3 separate regions of the Mus musculus genome follow, and all the other regions are linked to region 3. The links are chromatin contacts, called in public HiChIP or PLAC-seq maps. All regions are on one chromosome and are shown on one strand. Each heading gives the region's core, a stretch centred on a gene start, on an enhancer-like site or on the middle of the called end of the contact. The rest is flanking DNA. Distances are from core to core; before and after follow the strand shown.

Region 1 (2,784 bases), core at 44-2,543, 640 kb after region 3:
TCATTATGGGTGGTTGTGAGCCTCTATGTGGTTGCTGAGATTTGAACTCAGGAACTTCAGAAGAGCAGTTAGTGCTCTTACCCGCTGAGCCATCTCACCAGCCCGAGACTGTCCTTTCCAACAGCACAGAGAGATGCATTTAGTCAGAAAAGCAGAAAGTAAATGCTCTTGGGAAATACCCAATTTAACATATCTGGAGTCTGATTGAAAATGTCTGATTGTAATTAAAAAAGACACCAGGCTGAAAGCAACTTGTATTATCAAAGTAGTCCACACTGGGGCTGTGAAGGAGAAAGGAGAAAGGAGACTTTGAGGAGAGGAAGAACCTTGAGGATTATCTAGTTAGGGAGAGACTCAGGAAGGTAAATTAGCAAAGAAGACTGCATTCTAGACATCAAGTACCAGAATGATGGATGTCACAGAAAAATAGGGAGAAAGGTTTGAAGAAGATGGCAACACCTGAGAAAGGGTCTTTTAGTTAAAAGATAATCATGAGGCAAGAGTAGATGGATTAAGGTAAAGAAATGGGTGGCTTAATTAAACTGACAGGGAAAACGCAAGTGGGAAGGTTGGCTTCAATCCATGTAGGTCTGTACGGATCAGACTTTGTGTCTATGTCTGGTGCCTGGGTTCTGGGCAGCTGTGTGGGGGGCAGAGTTTTTTCACTGGCCCATGTCAGGTGAAGGTCAGGTGAAGGTGGAGCACCCACAAACCACCTCGAGACTGCAAGGTCAGGAGAGGAAACTCGGGCCACCTGGAAGTATGCAGTCTACTCCATTAACAGAAGCCCCGTCAACATAATTTACTCGAATAAATAACTTTCCACACTGCCAGGCGACAGACAGCCTTTCTTGCTCAAGGGACACCAAAGTGATGCAGAAGCCCCGCGCTGCGTCTTCCCGCTCGTCACTCGCTCTGGCCGCGGCGTCCCCAGAGGTGGCTGGAAACACCCTTTGGAGCCCCGAAGCCGGCTTGGGTGAGGGCAGTGTTTCCTGAGAGCCCCGCCAAGGTGGCCAGCCGGGAGTCTCCCTTTCACCCCGCAAGGTTATCTCTCCCACCTCTAAACCCAGCAGATCTCTACCGCGGCTCTTGGCGGCGGACTTCCCGGCCGAGCGGGGACGCTGTGGGACTAGAAGCCTGTCTAGGCGGACGCGTGGGCCACGCCTCGCGGACATTCAGGAAATGATGTAACGCTTGAGTCCGGCAGCCAAAGTTGTGTCACGCCGGATAGCGGAAGTCCCGCCCACCTCCGCCGGCGGAAGTCCGGTCCTCCGCTTCTCCTGGTTCCTCGTGCGTTCCACCGCCGGCATGGCGCATTACAACTTCAAGAAGATTACGGTGGTGCCGTCTGCCAAGGTAGGGGTGACAGAGGTCGTTTCCGCCTATCTCCATTTCCCCGACAAGTCGCCAGGGAGGGTCCAGGCCTGTATCCCCGAGACTGGGGGAGGGAGGACACCGTGCAGTCCCTCGGCCCTCAGTGCGGAGCTCCGCTTGCTAGGCTTTGTCCTCGCGACCCTCGGAGATCAGTCCCACTCTCTGAAACCAAGCCCCTCTCCTGCTGTCCTTGGGTACCCTAAGCCCTAGAATCCCTCCAAGACATCAGGGCCGTTCCAGAGCCTATGATTCTTGTGTGGCCTGCCGACGGGACAAAGTGTCTGGGTGGTGGCCACAGTAAGGAGCAGGGTAGGAAGCCTGAAGGGGCCAGTGGTGAGCGTCGTGTGAGTACCCTCCCCTTTAAGTAGAATTTGATTCGTGACGTCACGGTCTAAAAAGATTTTAGGTAGCTGTCATTTTGTCGTTGGACTTAAAAGATGCAATTGGTTATAAGCACGCAAGTAGCCAGGCCCACATTATGTAACGTAGCAAGATGCTTTCCTCCCAAATGTCGAGAATGAGGTAGGCTAAAGAACCTAAAAGGATACACCGGTTTCTCTGGCAAGCCATGGGCATTAAATTGCAGAATCAGTTAGAGGAACCAGTGTCACTATCGTTAAATTGACCGCAGTGTGGGTGTTTTCGACATCCCCCTTTCTGAATGAGCTTGCTTTGAAAACTTGTGTAAAGAACTAGTATTTTCTGGTGGGCGTGGTAGTGCACGCCTTTAGTCTCAGCACTAGGGAGGCAAAGGTAGGCGGATCTCTGAAAGACCCTGTCTTGAAAAGACAAAAACCATGTTTCCACTAGTTGTTTTCCTTACACGTCTCTGTATTTCTCCTTTCTTCCTCTTTCTGATATCCATTCTGATACGTTTTTCACACGTTTGTAATAATTGGAAAGAAACTACATGTAGGAATCACATTTTGTTTTAGCCCACGAGACTGTCGCCACTACTTCTCAAGTGCATGTTGAAGGAACTCGTACACTTTTTATTTCACTGGAAATAGAGTTCATTGGGTCAAAGGAACTTTGTTGATATAATTGACCTAGGAAAGGCAGCCTTTGTCTCTGTTGCCCTGAAGGAGGTCTGTTTGCAGATGAGTTTGCATGTGTGTAGATAGGTGGTGGGAAATAAAAAGTCAATCTGAAGAGTATGGGGTGCTTTTGTAAAGTGTGTGCCAAGTTCTGTGTATAGAAACACATAGAATAGTCTGCGTCTTTAAGAATCATATTCTGGGGGCTGGCGAGATGGCTCAGTGGTTTAGGAGCGCCGACTGCTCTTCCGAAGGTCTCGAGTTCAAATCCCAGCAACCACGTTACGTCTGTAATGAAATCTGATGCCCTTTTCTGGAGTATCTGAGGACAGCTACAATGTACTTATATATAATAAATAAATAAGTAAATAAA
Region 2 (2,861 bases), core at 205-2,704, 540 kb after region 3:
TTTTAAATATTCAACTCAATTTGAAAAGGGAAGCAGCTAAATATCCTAAAAGAAACAAATGCAGTTGCTATTGCCTCTATTTAAAACTCCCTTGTTTGACTGTGTGCTACAAACTAATTCCACTGCAGCCATGGGAAGCCCTCCCGTTTGTTCAGTTATGGAAAACTTCAAAGTTTCAGTTTATGATTAAAACAAAGTATTCCAACGCCAGTGAGAAGGTCGCGAATGGAAGGCAGATTGAGATCATTTTTCTCCGGGTCGTTTTCTCACATTTCGAGTCAGTCCAAATTCAAAGCCACCTTACACCAAAAAACGAGGGGGTTAACAAGATTACATTCACTGAAAGTCACAAGATGCAATGACCTCAACTCAACAAACTTCATGTTCTACTATACACCACTGAGAAGCAGGTGGTTAAGAGGTTCCTGGCCGGTTACCATGAGTCTTCACATTTAATTTTTATTTCTTAACTATCTCAAAGTCGGACCCGCTCAAGTCTATCAAGTGTATGGGGGAAAAGGGAGCAGCATTCCAAACACACACTCGAGCAACAGGATCCTAACTTCCTGGTTCTAAAGGAATGCGATTCCCTAATGAGCCACCTCTCCCCGCAGCAGCGAGCGCGGCTGTCTGGCCGGTCTCCGGCGGGACCGAGGGGGGCGAGGCCCCGGGCGCCGCACTGCGGGTCCCCGGGGCCCGCCCGCCTGCCCTCGGGGCGATGGTGGCCTGCGACCCCAGCCCATTCTCCTCGGGCTGCATAGGCAAACCCCCAAGAGCCTGGGAGACGCGGCCTCCGGGAAGACTCTGCACACGTCTCACTTCGCTCCAGTCCTCCCCGGCCAGGGCCGTGTCAGTCAGGTCTGACCCCGGCCCGCAGGTCCTCCCAGGTCCAGCCTACCCCGGGCTATCGGGGCCACAGTCCAGCCTGCCCTGCCGCTCCCTCCGCGGCACTGCCCCTCTTTCTGTCCTCCCCAGCGCCGGCCCCAGCCCGGCCCTGTGCCGTTCCCCTCCCCGCCCGGGCCCGGCCCTGCCCGCCACTGGCCCCGTCCCTCCGGGAAGATGGCGGCCCGGTGACAGGCTGGTGGAGGCGCGGGTCCGAGCACGGGGCGCGGAGGGAGGCCGCCCCGTCGGTGACCGAGGACCGCCCCGCTCACCTGTCAGCCGCCCGCCCCGCCCGACCGGCCGCCCGCGGGCTCGTCGCCGCAGCCCCGGTGCCCGGCGACCGCGCAAAACACGCGGGGACGGCCGAGGAGGGAGACGGCAAGAAAAGGCGGCACGGCCGGGCCGGGCCGGAGACAGCAAAGAAGAGCGGGCGCGGACTTGGCAGCGACGGCAGCCGATCCTTCCTTTTTCGGGCCCGAAAATGTCTCAACCTCGAGACTCCAGATCCCCAACGCTCCTTCCCGTTCGCATGAGAACACACAGATCCCACTTCCGGGGCCCTGCGGAAGTCCCACCCCCGCGCGGCCCCGCGCCCTACCCCGGCGCCCTCACCCACCCGGCCCGCCGACTGGCGTTTGGCGCCCAGGAGAGCCTAGCGTCATGGAGGCGCTGCGTAGCGATTGGCTAAGAGGGGACGCGAGTCCTCCCTTCTACTTCCCCCGGCCTCTCGGCGCGCACCCATCTCGCGGCATCTGTGATTGGCGCGTGCGCGCACGACGCCAATTTCCCCCCCCACACCCCGCACCGCCCCGCGCCGCCCCACCCCGCCCCGCCCCGCCCTGAGCTGCTGCGCGCGCCGCACACCTCGTCTCTCCCCGCCCATTCTGCAAGCCCCGCCCTGTAGCAGTCGGAGCGCCAGTTGTAGGCAGCTTAGCATCTTATGAGCAAGTGCTGGGGTGTGGGGCGTCCCAGGCTGGTGGCGTCCTGAAAGCGCACCCCTCGCTCCGGACCCGCTGTCCCCAGGACCTGGACCCATGTCCGGCATTTCTCTACAGCTTCCCCGACTTCAGTATGGGACAAGAATGATTTGGATAAGCAAAGAAACCTGCTCTTGTCGCTTCCCAGAGAATTGAAAATACTAAAACCCTTCTTTTATCGATTTTCTTTTAAAAAAAAAAAAGAAAAAACGTATATTACATTTACTTTACTTAAAACTTGCTGCCTACTTATCTGCGTTTATTCGCCGGTTGCTTACTGTCTATAATTCATTATTCGAAGCCATACGAATTTTTCCCGAATGAAAAAGCTCTCTTGGAACAATATCCATGGTTACCATACCATACCATACCATACCATACCATACCATGGTTCTGCTCATTGGTTTCTAGGAACATTTTTCAAATACTGAAGAGTGCATTTTGGAAGAACCATCTTTGACTCTCCTGTATTGGGTCTTTTTTGTGGGAGTTTCTTCTCTTCCTCCCTCTGGGTCTTGATGCTCAAACTCTTGGTGTTTACACTTCAGAGCAAAGGCCTTAACCAAGTGAGCCACCTCACCCAGCCTCTATGTGACACCTTGTTGCAGTTACTAGGCTTAAGACTGTTTCCTAGTTAACTATTTCACAGGCATTCTCACAGTATTTAGTCTCATAGTAACTATTCTCACGGTATTTCTTCTTCAAAGACCAGTTCTCACTATTTTTACACAGGCTGGCTCCCTCGCATTGATTGTTTTGCCTCCCACCTCCCGAGTTGGAAGTACTGCCTGGCACTATGTGCCCTACTCATTGACGTGTCTCTAAAGATAATAAATTGTAAGTAAAGCTTGCCTCTGGTACTGGAAAGAATATACAACATTAGTACTATTAATGCTTTTCCCTTCCCTGGTAGTTCTGCCTGCTGTTAACACCTCGGGGTATTTGGTGTCCGTAAATGCAACTGGTACACCTAATCCAGAGTACCAACAGGTATGTCCTTCA
Region 3 (3,164 bases), core at 142-2,641:
GCCATCCTCTGCTACATATACAGCTAGAGCCACAAGTTCCACCATGTGTTTTCTTTGATTGGTGGTTTAGTTCCAAGGAGCTCTGGGGTCCTGGTTAGTTCATATTGATGACAAGAAACTTTTATATGTAAGATAAATAGAAAATCCAGATACAAAAATATTAAGAAAATCACATAGGAAGAAAATTAGGAGAGCCAAAAGAAGTCAGACACTTGACCTTCTGAGTGTGTCAATCTGTACTGTTTTACATCCAAATCACCACACAACAGCACTTTTAAAAATACTTTAAAGAATAAGATAACAAATTTTAATTCAAAAGTATTTGTTCAAACCACCAGTTTTAAAAATTCATTTATTTATTCACTTTACAACCCATTATCAGACCTTTCTCTCCTCCCAGTACCCCTCACACAAGTCCTACCCCACCCTTCATTCCACTTTCCCCTTCTCTTTTGAGGAGGGGAAGTACTTCTCATACCCCATTCCCACACATCAACTGAGACCAGACAGGGCACAAACTGCTATTTTTAATGCTTGCTTATCATTGTGAATTAGCAGTACTTGATCATATTTATTATAATAAAAGATGTCAGATAAATATTGTGAGATTTAAAGATATATTTTACTTATATGAAAATTGATAGATGAAACCCACATCATTGCTGTGCTGTAGCTGTGTACCTGTAATCTTCCTATCACAAGCCATTTCTCCTTTAATATGGTCAATCTCATTCAAAAAATTTCGAAACAAAAATTAAGAGAGCCCAGATGGCTCAAGAAATTTAAGAAAACTAAATGAGGGACTAGAGAGATGGCTCAGCCATTAAGAGAACTGTCTGCTGTTCCAGAGGTTCTGAGTTCAATTTCCAGCAACTTCATGGTAGCTCACAACCATCTATACTGGGATCCGATACCCTCTTCTGGCATGCAGATGTACATGCAGATAGAGCACTTATACATAAATCAATTTTAAGGAAAAAAAAAGACTAATGAGCCCACAAACTTATTTCGAACATGATTCTTCACGTAGAGAAGTATTGTAGAGGGAACACAGCAGAAGTGGTAGCAAATTTTCATCTCTCTCTCTCTATTTCAACATATCAAACTTTCAGTTATTTTTGTGAAGTGGAAATATAGCAAACCCCAACCTTTCATATAGCCTTTTTTTTTTAATTGGATATTGTCTTTATTTACATTTCAAATGTTATCCCCTTTCCCAGTTTCCCTCCCTCCCGGAAACCCCCTATCCCCCCCTTCTTCCCCCTGCTTCTAAAAGGATGTTCCTCCACCCACTCACCCACTCCTACCTCCTCACCCTCAGTTCCCCTACACTGGGGCATCTATTGATCCTTCATGGGAGCAAGGACCTCTCCTCTCATTGATGGGAGGCCATCCTCTGCTTACATATGCAGATAGAGCCATGTGTACTCCTTTGTTGATGGCTTAGTCCCTGGGAGCTCTTGGGGGACTGGTTGGTTGATATTGTTGTTCTTCTATGGAGTTGCAAACCCCCTTCCACTCCTTCAGTTCTTTCTCTAATTCCTCTATTGGGGACCCCACGCTCAGTCCAGTGGTTGGCTGTGAGCATCCACCTCTGTATTTGTAAGACTCTGGAAGGGCCTCTCAGGAGACAGCCAGATCAGGCTCCTTTCAGCATGCACTTCTTGGCATCCACAATGGTGTCTGGGATTGTTAACTGCATATGGGACGAATCCCCAGTGGGACAGTCTCTGGGTGGCCTTCCCTTCAGTCTCTGCTCTACACTTTTCTCCATGTGTGCTCCTGTGCACAGCCTTTTCAATGCAGTCAGTAATTTCAGAATGAGAAGACCAGGTACATTCAAAGAAAGAAAGCCAGACTTTATTATTATGCTGTAAACTTCTCTGTGATTTGATTTGCTCAAATGTTTGTGCAAATGTTTATAGTCAATATGTCATATTCAGTAAAAGCCCATGTAAATAATTCTTATATCCCGTACAAGGACATATTTTTACTAATTTGCCATTGGTATCTATTAAGGATCTTTTTTGTTGTTTGTTTGTTTTTGGTTTTGTGTTTGTTTTGTTTTGGTTTTGGTTTTTTTGAGACAGGGTTTCTCTGTGTAGCCCTGGCTGTTCTGGAACTCACTCTGTAGACCAGGCTGGCCTCGAACTCAGAAATCCACCTGCCTCTGCCTCCCGAGTGCTGGGATTAAAGGTGTATGCCACCACTGCCTGGCTTGTTGTTTGTTTGCTTGTTTGTTTGTTTGTTTTTGAGACAAGGTTTTGCTTTGTAGTTTAGGCTGGCCTTGAACTTGTGGCAGCCATTCTGTTAGAGCTGAAAAGTACTAGGTTACAGGTTTGAGTCATCATACCCATCTCTCCAGATCACTTTACAGCATTACACAGGTATATCTATGAAGCATAAGAGACATATACACTATTAAACAACTACCTGTTATAAGTTACTTTTTCCCCAATGGAATGTGAGCTTAGTTCAGTCCTTGAGAACAAACTTACACTCAGATGTTCTTTTATCCAGAACCTAAGCTTTTATACTATTTCCCACAAGCGTCCAAAGCTAACATAAGACGGGCTTCAAACAATCATTTTTTTTAAAGCATTTCCATATTACTCCCCAATTAACCCATTAAAAAACATACTTCAGATCTGACTGCAGCACAGCACTTGCCTTCTTAGCTCTAGAGATGCATTTAAGGGCTTTACCTATGCATTACCCTATCCTCATCAGACCCATGTACATTAAAAATCTAGTCTATGTTTAATTAAATGTATGTATGCACAGGTGCACATGAGTGTTGCAATGCCCGAGGAGGCCAGAGGCACTACATTTCTGTGGAATTGAATTACAGGCAGTTGTGATACCTGTTATAGATGCTGGAAAACAAAACTGGGTCCTCTACAAGTGCAGTACATATGCTCTTAACTACTGAGCCAATGCTCCAACCCTATGAACACGTTTTGAAGACTGGGTATTATTTCCAGAGCACACCACAGCTAAAATAGACATCCCATTCCTTTCTCTTCCTGCGTGAGAGGTTGAATGATGACCCCATCCTAGCCTTTTTCCTAGAAATGTGTAGCTTTTCTCATCATGCTCAGGGGAGTATGGCATTCCCACCTGGACTGATTTTACCTAAACAAGTGGGCTTGCTGTCACTTCAG

Evidence for each region. HiChIP or PLAC-seq counts read pairs in DNA pulled down with a chosen protein or histone mark.
Region 1: an H3K4me3 HiChIP or PLAC-seq map of embryonic stem cells shows a contact between it and region 3, with 8 read pairs. The contact joins the promoter of Gtpbp4 here to the enhancer-like site in region 3. A contact is called at or near these places in 4 of 39 promoter capture datasets (the C10 cell line, hippocampal neurons and liver), 1 of 484 Hi-C or Micro-C datasets (the HL-1 cell line) and 3 of 115 datasets of contacts at active chromatin or transcription factors (astrocytes and embryonic stem cells).
Region 2: a contact with region 3 is called in an H3K27ac HiChIP or PLAC-seq map of embryonic stem cells, with 2.8 times the contacts expected there. The contact joins the promoter of Larp4b here to the enhancer-like site in region 3. A contact is called at or near these places in 8 of 39 promoter capture datasets (the 3T3-L1 cell line, the C10 cell line, cranial neural crest and 3 more) and 1 of 115 datasets of contacts at active chromatin or transcription factors (embryonic stem cells).

What each region holds. Positions count from the first base shown.
Region 1 is chr13:8,994,521-8,997,304 of GRCm38.p6, reverse strand. Gtpbp4 (GTP binding protein 4) reads left to right here and starts at 1,293. Exons shown (of 17, transcript NM_027000.4): 1 at 1,293-1,356. The coding sequence starts at 1,309.
Region 2 is chr13:9,092,474-9,095,334 of GRCm38.p6, reverse strand. It overlaps Larp4b (La ribonucleoprotein domain family, member 4B), which reads right to left and starts at 1,454. Exons shown (of 18, transcript NM_172585.3): 1 at 1,155-1,454.
Region 3 is chr13:9,631,113-9,634,276 of GRCm38.p6, reverse strand. All of the region lies in intron 29 of Dip2c (disco interacting protein 2 homolog C), which reads right to left. Among named protein-coding and RNA genes, the nearest start is that of Gm36423, 42 kb to the left of the region's middle. Within about 2 kb of position 1,391, at least 2 of the 459 cell types and tissues checked have an H3K27ac peak or open chromatin away from gene starts, as enhancers often do. A contact at or near this core is called in embryonic stem cells, where this site is marked.